2 separate regions of the Sus scrofa genome follow, and region 1 is linked to region 2. A link is a contact called in public Hi-C data. All regions are on one chromosome and are shown on one strand. The core of a region is the stretch at or near the end of the contact, and the rest is flanking DNA. Distances in the headings are between cores, read along the strand shown. Region 1 holds the start of LOC100516085 (zinc finger protein 256). Region 2 holds the start of LOC100514656 (zinc finger protein 551).

Evidence for each region. Hi-C and Micro-C count contacts between places; a contact is called where the count stands out from the background.
Region 1: a Hi-C map of skeletal muscle shows a contact between it and region 2, with 5 times the contacts expected there. The contact joins the promoter of LOC100516085 here to the promoter of LOC100514656 in region 2. A contact is called at or near these places in 3 of 47 Hi-C or Micro-C datasets (heart right ventricle and skeletal muscle) and 1 of 2 datasets of contacts at active chromatin or transcription factors (alveolar macrophages).

What each region holds. Positions count from the first base shown.
Region 1 is chr6:62,567,335-62,573,618 of Sscrofa11.1, forward strand. It overlaps LOC100516085 (zinc finger protein 256), which reads left to right and starts at 2,312. Exons shown (of 3, transcript XM_013998882.2): 1 at 2,312-3,034; 2 at 5,738-5,864. The coding sequence starts at 3,002.
Region 2 is chr6:62,413,659-62,419,820 of Sscrofa11.1, forward strand. It overlaps LOC100514656 (zinc finger protein 551), which reads right to left and starts at 3,442. Exons shown (of 5, transcript XM_021095151.1): 1 at 3,155-3,442.

The DNA.
Region 1 (6,284 bases), core at 1,062-3,561, 150 kb after region 2:
GTCAGATTCGTTAACCACTGTGCCACCATGGGACCTCCAAGAAAGTAATTTTAATGTAAGTGCCCCAAGGGAAATGAATATTCAGACATCCAGGTTTATATAGGGTCTGTGAATACATTCAGTCAGTTGTAGGACATTGGCAGTCTTGTTCCCGGAAACAATTTTATGTGCTCTTCATTTCCTCTAGCACTTATATTCATATCTGGTCTCTCTCTGAGGATTAGCTTTAGAGAAGAAGTGTTTTTCAACTTGACAGGTTTTCCGAGCCGACACTCAGTAGTATATTTTCCTTAAGTGAATGTACAAAGAATAATGTTTGCCATTAAAAAAAAATACCTGTTTGAATTGTTATTATGGTTAAACACATACGCCTTAGAATAGATATCATGAACGTTAATAAATGGAGATAAAGGAATGGTCCTTTTGTAATCTATGCTGAAGATCCCTCAGTCTCCTTTTTATCTGAGATAGAATAGAGAATTCCCACAATATCCTAAAATGTCTTCATGGTTCCTACAAGGACATTTTCTACAAAGACTTCTTTGGGCTAATTCATCACAGTTTACCTGGAAACATACATTTTCACAGGCTTTTCCTTAATGCAGCATTATAAATTGAGTTCCCATATATAAGTTCCCATCATGGCTCAGTGGTTAACAAACCCCACTAGTGTCCATGAGGACTCGGGTTTGATCCCTGGCCTTGCTTATTGGTTTAATAAGGATCTGGCATTGCTGTGGCTGTGGTGTAGGCCAGTAACTACAGCTCTGACTTGACCCCTAGCCTGGGAACCTCCATATGCCGTGGGTGCTGCCCTAAAAAGACAAGAGACAAAAAAAAAATATATATATATATATATATATAAAATAAATAAATTGACCACTTAAAGCAGATTAAAGTGGCATTGAATTCATGTTCATTATAGTTTGGAGAACCAAGGCAATGAGACAGCGTGTACTCATTTCATATGCATTCAGGCACAAAATGATGGCTTTGAATCCAGGATGCCTTTCTTGATTTCCTTCTGAGCCTACTATTTATTATTTATTTTTGCTTTCTAGGTCTGCTCCTGCGGCATATGGTGGGTCCTATGGTAGGGGTCCAATAGGAGCTACAGCTGCTGGCCTACGCCACAGCCACAGCAACACTGGTTCTGAGCTGCATCTGAGACCTACACCACAGGTAATGGCAATGTCGAATCCTTAACCCACTGAGCGAGGCCAGGGATCAAATCCACACCCTCATGGATACTAGTCGGGTTTTTTACCACTGAGCCACAACGGGAACTCCCCATAATAAAATAATAATAATAATTGTTATTATTTTTATTATTATTTCCTTTTTAGGGCCACACTCACAACATATGGAGGTTCCCAGGCTAGGGGTCCAATAGGAGCTACAGCTGCTGGCCTACACCACAGCCACAGCAACGCCAGATCCGAGCCACATCTGAGACCCATACCACCGGTCACTGCAATGGCAGATCCTGAACCCACCGAATGAGGCCAGGGATCGAAACCGCAACCTCATGGTTCCTTGTTGGATTCATTTCAGCTGCACCACAACGGGAAGTCCCAGAATCCTTACATTTTAGAAAGACATTTTGGAGAGTTTATACATTAAAATATAGGACGTCTGAGACTATGGATAAAATGGTATACTGAAATGCATGGGGTAGATTAAATAAGACCAAACATAAAATGAAAAATAATGATGGAGTACTGCAAAACACTGCAGCCATTGTCTCATACAAAAATGCCATTTGTTTTGCTGTTCTTGTTTTGAGATTGAGGTCAGATTCAGAAAGGAATTGAATATATGTCAGGATAGAAGTATGATATACTAAAGTTGATAAACGTTTTGCTCAATGTATTGAACAATGTATTGTCAGAGACCCATCTTTGTACTCCTTCAAGGTGGCCCAACAGCCTTCTTCGATTTTCATTATCACTACATTTTCTGAGGTTTTTATTTGTCTTTACCAAACATACTCAGACAGTATTGTTTATTAGCTGCAATTTCCAATGGCTTCGTTATGTGTCTAAATGATTCTTCAATGGTATGTACATTTGGGTTGACGGATTTGAGGGCATCTCAGAAGGTACTCGTTTGTTTGTTTGTTTATTTATTTATTTATTTTTGTCTTTTTGACTTTTCTAGGTCCGCTCCCGCAGCATATGTAGGTTCCCAGGCTAGGGGTCAAATCGGAGCTGTAGCCACCAGCCTACGCCAAAGCCACAGCAACGCGGGATCTGAGCCGCGAATGCGACCTACACCACAGCTCACGGCAACGCCGGATCCCCAACCCACTGGGCAAGGCCAGGGACCAAACCCGCAACCTCATGGTTCCTAGTCGGATTCGTTAATCACTGTGCCACGACGGGAACTCCAGAAGGTCCTCTTTTAGATCTTGAGAACACGCTGAGAGCTTCAAAGAGTCTGAAATGCTATGTCCAAACACTTGGGTCATTAGTTACAGATAACAGTCCTCAAACATCTGAGCGCACCCTCTTTAGGAAGAAGCCACGCCCCTCCTCAGTCTTTGGAATAGCGTTCCCAGCAACCCTCCAGGTACAGCGTCCCCTTTTCTCCAGGTTATCTGAGATGGAACATCGTGGACTACGCGTGCAGATCTGGGGAAAATACATTACCCAGAAGGCTGTGCGATGGGTGGCTGAGTCGATCAGCCAATTAGGTTAACTGAAGTTGCGTTTCCGTGTGAGCCAACAGCGTCAGGGCGGGACTTCCGGCATCCACGTTGTGGGCGTCATTTTGAATATGCTCGAGCTTTTTCACAATTCAAAGGCTTCGGGTACCGGTGCCGGTAAGAGGTGACGAGGCCTTTAAAGTCCGAGAGGAGGCACAGCTCGGGCGGCAAAGAGGCGGGTCTGAGGTTCTGCGACGCCGCCCGGAGCGTCCCACACCCGCGTGGGATACCGACTGCGGTGCCCGCGCCCCTCCTCTCCCGCTGCTCCCGGCTCAGCTCCGCCCACAGAGCCCGATGGCGGCGACGGTGCTGTGGGACCCGCCTCAGGTAAATACTCGTCCTCAGGCCTTCCCCGCCCTCACCCCAACAGACACTGAAGCCCCGAGTGCGGGGCGCCTGCTCCCGTGCCTGCAGCACAGACCCCAGTGTCCAGAAAAACGAAGCGGTCGTGGATGGGGCCCTATTTCTGATGGACAGTGTGATGTCGCGTGGGAAAGGTTATAGGTTGGGGGACCCGCAGGTGCAAAGACTTGGAGGTCGGGTTGAGCCGGGACAGGGGTATAGCGATTCTCCTTTCTGCTAGGAGCAAGATGCAGCGGGGCCAGAGTCAGGCCTGCAGTGTTGCTGCATGAAAAGTTGGTCACCTATCACACAGGGATTTGAGGCTTGGATTGCAGTTGGGATGTGGTCTTACCCAGCCCCTCAACAGGCTCCCTCTGGCTTGCAGGGAAGAGAACAAACTATGGGGTAAGGGAAGAGTCAGGAAACATAGGAAAATGTAATTGCAAGTAGCTTGGGTGAATGTTGATCAAATAGAACGTGCAAGAAGTGGTTGAATTCTCCTACTATACAGCACAGGGAACTATGTCCAATCTCTTGGGGTAGAACATGATGGAAGATGATGTGAGAAAAAGAATATATATATATGTATGAATGTATGACTGGGTCACTTTGCTGCACAGCAGAAATTGACACAATACTCTAAGTTATAATAAAAAAATTTTTTTAAAGAAGTGGTTAGATTCTGGATCCATTTTTGGAGATGAGCCAAGCCAAGGTGTGGGTGTTGCTGGTAATAAGAGAAAGGAAGTAGTGAGGGACAACCCTCAGGTTTTTGGTCCTAGTGAATGAAGGAATGGAAGACCCATCAACTGGATGGAGATGTTAGTAGCAGGTTAATTTTCCTTAGACATATCGTGTTTGTTTGGGGTCTGTTAAGAGTCTGAGATGTTTCCGAGAAGAGTGTAGACAACAAATGGGCAGCAGGACAGGCAGCTCTGGAAAACTGAGGAAGGCCTTCAGGATGGAGACTTTCAAAGGTGATGGCTACTGGGTGGGTCAGGGTGAACCTGTGGATCCACATTTAGGAGGGGAATGAGGGTCTAGTGGCAGTGCTATTGGTAGGTCAGAAAGACTGGGGTGTGCTCTAAGGAGTGGTTCTCTTGCTGTGTGCCTGGTTGGGTTTACTGGGCATTGGGGGAGAAGTGACAGTGGGAATGGTGTGGGAGAGGTTGACCTGGCAGGCAGCCAAGGCTTCCATGGGATGAATGGACAAGAGGTAGCTGAGGAGACCTAGGAGGAATTGAGACAAGGTGGTAGTGGGGCTGGGCTGCTGCTTATTTAGTAATATATGGCTTCTCCAGAATTTTGTGGTGAGCTTCGACAGGTTCTGGGATGTTTAGTTTTGCCTGTGGATAAAGTTTGGGGAAATGTCATTTGTGAGTCACTATTCCTGACAGAGATTTGTATTTATTTTTAAAGGGCTGCACCCATGGTATATGTAAGTTCCTGGGCTAGGAGTCCAATTGGAGCTGCCACCTGCTGGCCTACACTGTGGCTCACAGCAATGCCAGGTCCTTAACCCGCTGAACGAGGCCAGGGATCAAACCTCATGGATACTAGTCAGGTTAATTTCCACTGAGCCACACAGGAACTCCTGGGGAGATCTGTAGGGCTGGATTTTTTTTAATTTTTAAAAAAATTTTTTAAGTGCAGCATGTACAGCATATGGAAGTTCACAGGCCAGGAGTTGGATCAGAGCTGCAGCTGCCAACTTACACCATGGGCACAGCAACATGGGATCCGAGCTGCGTCTGCGACCTATACCACAGCTCATGGCAACACCCGATCCCTGACTCACTGAGTGAGGTCAGGGATTGAACCGGCACCCTCATGGATACTAGTTGGATTCGTTTCTGCTGTGCCACAACAGGAACTCCAGGGCTGGGTCTTTTACAAAGGTTGAGTAGAGAGGAGTGGAGAGAGGAGTGTTGTGGCTGTTGAAAAGACAAAACTGAAGAGTTGTCGCAATCAGAAAGTCATGCCTGGTTCTGGGTGGCTAATATTGAAGCCAGAATTAGAGGCAGGTGGGAGGTCTTCTAAGTAGCATTTGAGGCTTGCTCTTGTGTTTAGTTCATCAGAGGACTGTTGTTGTACCAAATCTCATTTTAGTTTCTCAGGTGTTCTCTGAATCCCTAGTTCTCTGAACTCCCTATGGTTATGTTCAGGGAGTTTCCTGTGGTGTGTTGCAGGGAGGTGGCAGCGCTGTGGAGATGCAGTTGTAGGGTCTGAAACTTTGAAGGAAACGTGGTCTACAGAATGATGTGCACGTCGAGAGAAAGTATGATCTGATGGCCTCGGGGCCCTGGTGAAGATTCATAGATGAAGCATTAACTTACCTATGGTTGTGTCTGCATTCCAAACATTTGGGCAACCCCAGGGGAATTGTTTGGCTGGAGGGGCGGGACATTGCAGGCCAAGCCCAGAGCTTAGATGGCATCTGTGTTTCCCGCTCTCAGTTATTACTGAGGGCTGAACACAGTGATTAATGTGATGGTGAAGAGAGAGCAGGCATCAAATAACTTTTTTTTTTTTTTTTTTGACTGCACCTGCAGCATGTGGAACCAGGAGCTGGTATCTCCTCCAAGGTGGGGGGCTCTGGTGAAGGGTGGGAATGGCATAGATGTGTGGCAAGATGCATTGTGGGTTCTCAGAGAATGTTCAAGGTTTCTTCTGTCCCCTACATGATAGGGTGGTGTGAACTTTGAGGACATTGCTGTGTACTTTTCCTGGGAGGAATGGAGGCTCCTTGATGAGGCTCAGAGACGCCTATACCTCGATGTGATGCTGGACAACTATGCACTTATATCCTCCCTGGGTAAGATGTTCACCTCCCCAGTGACTTGGTCCAGGCTTTGTATCCTGCCTCACCCCAGAAGATGTTCTGTCTGTTTTGCACGTGGTGTAGACCCTGCTTGCTTCCCTGGTTTTCTGGGTAGTTGTAGTTAGAAGGCTGGGGTGTTTGCACTGCCTTCTTTTCTCCTCTACAGCCCTAGTACCTGCTACACTGAACCCTCAAAGGGAAAGATTCGAGGTCACTCATCGTGCAGTAAGGCTAATGATTGCAGCTTGCTTGCCCCTTCCCTGGGTGGGTCAGTGTGTTCAGATCCATGCAATTTCTGTGGCCCTTCCTTTAGCTGACATTTCCTGTGCCTGTTGTAAACGTTGTAGTCATTGTCATGGAGGTGACTTACATGGACCATGGGCTGCTGTTCACTTCTATTCTCTATAGTTCTTT
Region 2 (6,162 bases), core at 2,192-4,691:
ATTATTAAGACAATTCAGGAGTTCCCTTAGTGGCTCAGAGGTTAATGAATCCAACTGGGAGCCATGAGGATGGGGGTTTGACCCCTGACCTCGCTCGGTGGGGTAAGGATTGGCATTGCCGTGAGCTGTGGTGCAGGTTGCTAACACAGCTCAGATCCCACGTTGCTTTCGCTGTGGCACAGGCCGGCAGCTGTAGCTCTGATGTGACCCCTAGCTTGGAAATTTCCATATGCCACAGGTGTGGCCCTAAAAAGAAAAAAAAAAAAAAAAAAGAAAGAAAGAAAGAAATAGGTGAGCAGAGATTATTATGAAGTACAAACTTGGAGCTCAGGTCGTGACTCAGTGGTTAACAAATCCAACTAGGAACTGTGAGGTTGCAGGTTTGATCCCTGGCCTCGTTCAGTGGGTTAAGGATCCGGCGTTGCTGTGAGATGTGGTGTAGGTTGCAGACTTGGCCTGGATCCCGCGTTGCTATGGTCCTGGCGTAGGCCGGTGGCTACAGCTCTGATTCGACCCCTAGCCTGGGAACCTCCATATGCTGCGGAAGAGGCCCAAGAAATGGCAAAAAAAAAAGTAAATAAATAAATAAATAAATAAAAAGTACAAACTTCCATTTACAAAATAAATAAGCCGCAGGGATATAATGATCAGAATAGGGAATATAGTCAATAATATTGTTTTAACTTTGCATAGTGACAGATGGAAACAAGACTTAACGTAGTCATAATTTCATAATGTATAAAAATATCTATTTATTATACTGTACAACTGAAACTAATATAAGTCAATTAAACTTGGGAGGGGGGGGGAGTTTCCACTATGGCACAGCAGGCCATTGCCGAAGCTGCGGCTTAGATTTGATCCCTGGCCCCGGAAGTTTCAGATGCCACAGGTGCAGCCACAGGATCAATTCTGAATCCTCTGCTTCACTCTCATTGTTACAGACTGAATGTTTACGTTCCCCCCAAACTCACAGCTGACAGACTGCCTCCCAAGCTCATGGTATTACAAACTGGTGGGAAGAAACGTGGATCAGATGTGGTCATGACGGTAAACTCCACATGAATGGAATTATGCAGGCTTATAAATGTAAAAAGCTTGTTCCTTTCTCCACCAGGTAAGGACACAGTGAGCAGACGGTGTCTATGAACCAGGAAGCAGGCTCACAGGAAACACATGATGTAACCATGTAGTCCTAATCTTGGGACTTCTAGCTTCCAGAACTGTAAGAAATAAACTTCTGGTGGGTTTGGGTCTTCTTCTTGTTGTTTTTTGTTTTGTCTTTTTATTTTTTTGGATTTTTTTTTTTTTTTTTTTTTTTGCCTTTTCTAGGGCCACTCCCATGGCATATGGAGGTTCCCAGGCTAGGGGTCGAATCGGAGCTACAGCCACCGGCCTATGGAAGAGCCACATCAACTCGGGATCCGAGGCACGTCTTCGACCTACACCACAGCTCACGGCAACGTCGGATCCCTAACCCAGTGAGCGAGGCCAAGGATCAACCCACAACCTCATCATTCCTAGTCGGATCTGTTAACCACTGAGCCACAATGGGAACTCCTGTTTTGTCTTTTTAGGACCACACCCATAGCACGTGGAAGTTCGAAGCCTAGGGGTCAAATCGGAGCCGCAGCTGCTGGTGTACACCACAGCCACAGCAACGCCAGATCCGACCCATGTCTGCAACCTACACCAGAGCTCACGGTAACACTGGATCCTTAACCCACTGATCGAGGCCAAGGATCGATCCTGCATCCTCGTGGATATTAGTTGGGTTCTTAACCTGCTGAGCCACAACAGGAATTCCCTTCTGGTGTTTTTAAGTCACCTAGTTTATGGTATTTTATAATGGGAACACAAGCAGACCAAGACACTTTCCTTCCACAGTAGGAAATCTAGTTAACCCTTAACAGAAACACATCCAGAATGCAGCCACTTCTGAGCCACCACTCTGTCCCATGAGCCCTTAAGTGGACTACTGTAAAAACCTCCACCCCAGTTTTCCCTCCTCTTCCCTCAGCCTTACCATCTCTTCTCCACTCTGCAACCCGATGGAGCCTGTTGAGACCTAGGTAAGATCATTCCCCTCCTCTGATCTAAACTTCCCATCAACTCCAGAATGGATACGCAACTTCTCAGGCTGCCATTCCAGTTCTGAGTCACGTCCTCCTGCTCCTTTGCTCTTACAAGAAAGAAGACCTTAATGATTCCAGCTGAGCTTTACCTCTGAGCATTTTTCCCTCCCTGGTACTGGGATAAACTTTCCACACTTGTCTACATCAGGTGCCAGAAATGGAAATACCTCCATATAATCCTTGGTACTGACCCGAGCCCCTGGGCTTGAGGTTTCTGCAGAGTCCCCAGATCGAAGGTCTAGAGGAATGAAATGTAAAAAATTCCAGGACACCATAATACAGAGAGTATGTGGGTGAGGGTAGGGAACAGTAAGAGCAGGAAACACCCAACACATACCTATGCAGGTTCCATAAGCACTTCCGCAGCCACGTTTTGAGAGACAGATGACGGATAGTGACAACCATATATTCACACCGCGTTTCAACGGCCTCAGGCCCCTGGGTACCCATGCCTGGCCCGTGAGCCTAGTGAACTAGGGCTGGATGTCTACCTCCTGTGCCTCCATGTCTCACCTTACCAGCTCTGGGTACCTAAACAAAGATCCAACCTCCTGTGCCCCAACGTCTTCATTCCCCTCCTTCAGTCTGTTCCTCCGTTACAGAACCTTTGGAAAACTTAAAAACTTACTGCAGTTCGCGTGCTTCCTTGGTTTAAAAATTCTCCATAGCTCTCAAGAGTCCTGGGAACATAAGTAGTACCCTCAGCCGGCTAGTCCAGGCGAGACTCCGCCTCAAACTTTTCCCCAGCCGGGCACAGCGGACCCCAGGTTTTCCGAGTTCTCACGGCTCAGTCCCAACTCCGAGCCTTGGCACATGCTGGTTCCTGGGCCCGTAACCCTCTCGCACATCTAATCACACTCCCGGTAGTGAAGTTAAACAGGAAAACTCAAGGGTTACATTTATTCGCAGCCGCTGTCAGAAACGCCGAACCGTCCTGGACACCGAGGCCTTGGCTGCGGGAACGAGAACACTCGGGGCTTTAGCGTTTCCTGGGGTGAGGGCCGGCAGGACACGCTTACCTGAACCGGGTCCATCGGCGCGGCCGCCGCCATCCAGGCCTGTGGACGGAACGGGGCAGGAAGAGGGCCGGCGGTCCTTAAACCGGCCCGGGTGCGTATCATCTCGCGCGACGCCGCGGCCGAGCCTCACACTCGCCTTTGTGCAGCTGGAACAAAGACGCCTCTGACCCTTCCTCGGTCCTGTGCTGGCCGCCCCGACTCAGCGCTCCCGAACTTCTGTAGGGATGAACACACCCGAGCAGCCAAAATGACCGCCCGGAGGAGGACGCCGGAAGTCCCGCCCACGCGAGTGACACGCACGGAATCGCCTCTATTCTGAGCCTTCATTGGCTCAGTGAGGCTGCCGATCGACGCCGAGCACTCTGGGCCACGTAGTTCTCACGCCAGGGCTACGGCGCTCCCACAGGGCCACTATGCAATAATCTTGGACCCGCGAGAGGCGCTGGGAAATGGAGTCTCCCGGGCCCAGGATTTAGAAGGGGAAATTGTCCATTCTTAAAGGCGCAGAGTTCAGTTTTCTGAGGGACTGTTGTGCTGCCTGCAGATGTTCAACCTTGTTTGAGAGGTTTAGTTCACACTCTGTGAAGTTCATCGTGCTCCCTGAGACCAAACATATCTTTTTGGATGCTCCAGAGGACACACATCCAAACGCACATATCATACCTAGTGATTGAGAAACAATATGTGGCCATTGGTAGGAGAAGCTAATGAAGACTTCATAGTAGGAGGTATGACACGGGTATGAGATTAAGAAATACAAACTACTGTTCTTAACAAACCAAAATTGGGTTGGAACACCTGACTCAGCAAATCCAATCTATCATGGTGAAGACACCGAGTAAGGGCAGCCAATTAAGCCAACCGTGCTCTTTTCTCTATGAGGCCCCGGTGTGCAAAGGCTGCAAAAAACAGCCTCCTTGGTAGTGTATTCAGCCTGTTGCCTGTACAGGTTGCCCTAAGGGATCTTGGGGACAGCCCTTTCCAATGGACATTCATGACTGGCATGCTGTCCCAATCTAGGCTCCAGACAGGCATGCACAGTGCCTTTGGAAAGCCCCAGGGCACGGTGGCCAGAGTCCACATTGGCCAAGTCATAATGTCCATCCACATCAAGCTGCAGCATAAGGAGCATGTGATTGAGGCACTGTGCAGAGCCAAGTTCAAGTTCCCTGGCCACCAAAAGATCCACATCTCTAAGGAGTGGGTATTTACTAAGCCAATGCAGATGAATTTGAAAATATGGTGGCAGAAAATCTCTGTGGGGTCAAATACATCCCTAATCGCAGCCCCCCGGGGCAAATTCCAGGCCCTGCACTCATGAGATCCTTGGTGGCATTGTCCCCTCCTTAACGCTCAACAATAAATCCTACTTTCCTATAAAAAAAAAAAAAAGACACCGAGTAAGGAGACTAGGCAGCTCATACTCAAAAGACATGAACTCGGAGTTCCCTTCAAGTTGCCACGAAACAAATATGACCAATATTCATGAGCATGCAGTTTCCATCCCTGGCCTCAATCAGTGGGTTAAGGATCTAGCGTTGCTTTGAGCTATAGTGTAGGTCGTCACCGCGGCTTGGATCTGGCATTGCTGTGGCTGTAGTGTAGGCCACTGGCTACAGTTCCAATTCAACCCCTAGCCTGGGAACCTCCATGTACTGTGGGTTTGGCCCTAAAACGGAAAAAAAAAAAAAAATCAAAAGACTTGAACTCCCCAGAGTGGCTTTCAAGGAAGGATTTTCTTCCTTCCTTCCTTTTTCTTTTTTCTTTCTTTCTTTCTTTTTTTTTTTTTTGGCCACACCCTCATCATCCTGGACCATGGATCAAACCTGCACCACAGTAGTGAATTAAGCTACAGCATTGACAACAGCAGACCCTTAATCCCGCTGCAGCAGCACAAGCCACAAGGGAACTCCTCAAGAGACGATTTTTAAAGACCAGGTGGCAGGATGGGTGATCAGCTTGTGCAAAATTCTCTGATTGATGATGAGATAACAGGATGATACTTTGAGATTCTCAACTATCAGTTTTCTGACTCCAGTCTGGGGTATAAATGCTAGTTATCTGCATGCAGCTTTTTTTTTTCCTCCTCTCTCTCTTTGTAGGGCAGCACCTGTTGTAGGAATCTCATACAGAGACAGGACACCAAGGCTTTTTGCCAGGGAACAGGGTTTATTTGTGCCCACACTGGCTCAGTTGGATTCACATCCAAAGGCTGAGTCCTGAACACAGTGGGGTTCTGTCTGATATACCCTCTGTTATTTTTTCTTTGACACTTTGGTTCCTTTGTCCCCCTTATAAGGTAACATGCATTCTGTAAATTCTGGTTGGATGGTCTATGCTACAGAGTTGCACATGGACAGTGATTATGTCTTGCTGCTGCAGAGTTACGCATGCAGACACAGACGCTGGTTATGTCACATTTCCTTCCCTTTGTTCTGGGAGGGCCCTTACCGCACACCCATGGCATATGGAAGTTCCCAGGCCAGGGGTCGAATTGGAGTGGCAGCTGTTGGCCCATGCCACAGCCACAGCAACCGAGATCTGAGCTGTGTGTTTGACCTGTGCCAAAGCTTGCAGGAATGCCAGACCCTCAACCCACTAGGAGAGGCAAGGGATTGAACTCTCTAGTTCTCATGGACACTAGCTGGGTTCATTACAGCTAAGCTGCAACAGAAACTCCCAGCATGCACCTTTAGCATCTGCAACAATTAAAGGATATGGCTGAGGCTTTGAGGAAGAACTAAATGTCTTTAGCTTTGAAAAGAAATGTCTTTAGCTTTGTCTTTGGCCAAAACTATTACTAAGTTGTCTTACTGCTTTCTTTTGCTTCTGCATTTTCTCACTTGTGCCTTTTTGCTCTTTGGAACTGGGAGAAGACCTAGGAGGCTAATGCTTCTCTATAAAAAGTCAGGGGACAAAGCAGTTGGAGGTGTCCGTCCTTGGGAAGGCCCCACAGGGTCTTGCTCTGTTTCACTATTAATAAAATAGTGACATTCCTTTGGGGTGCA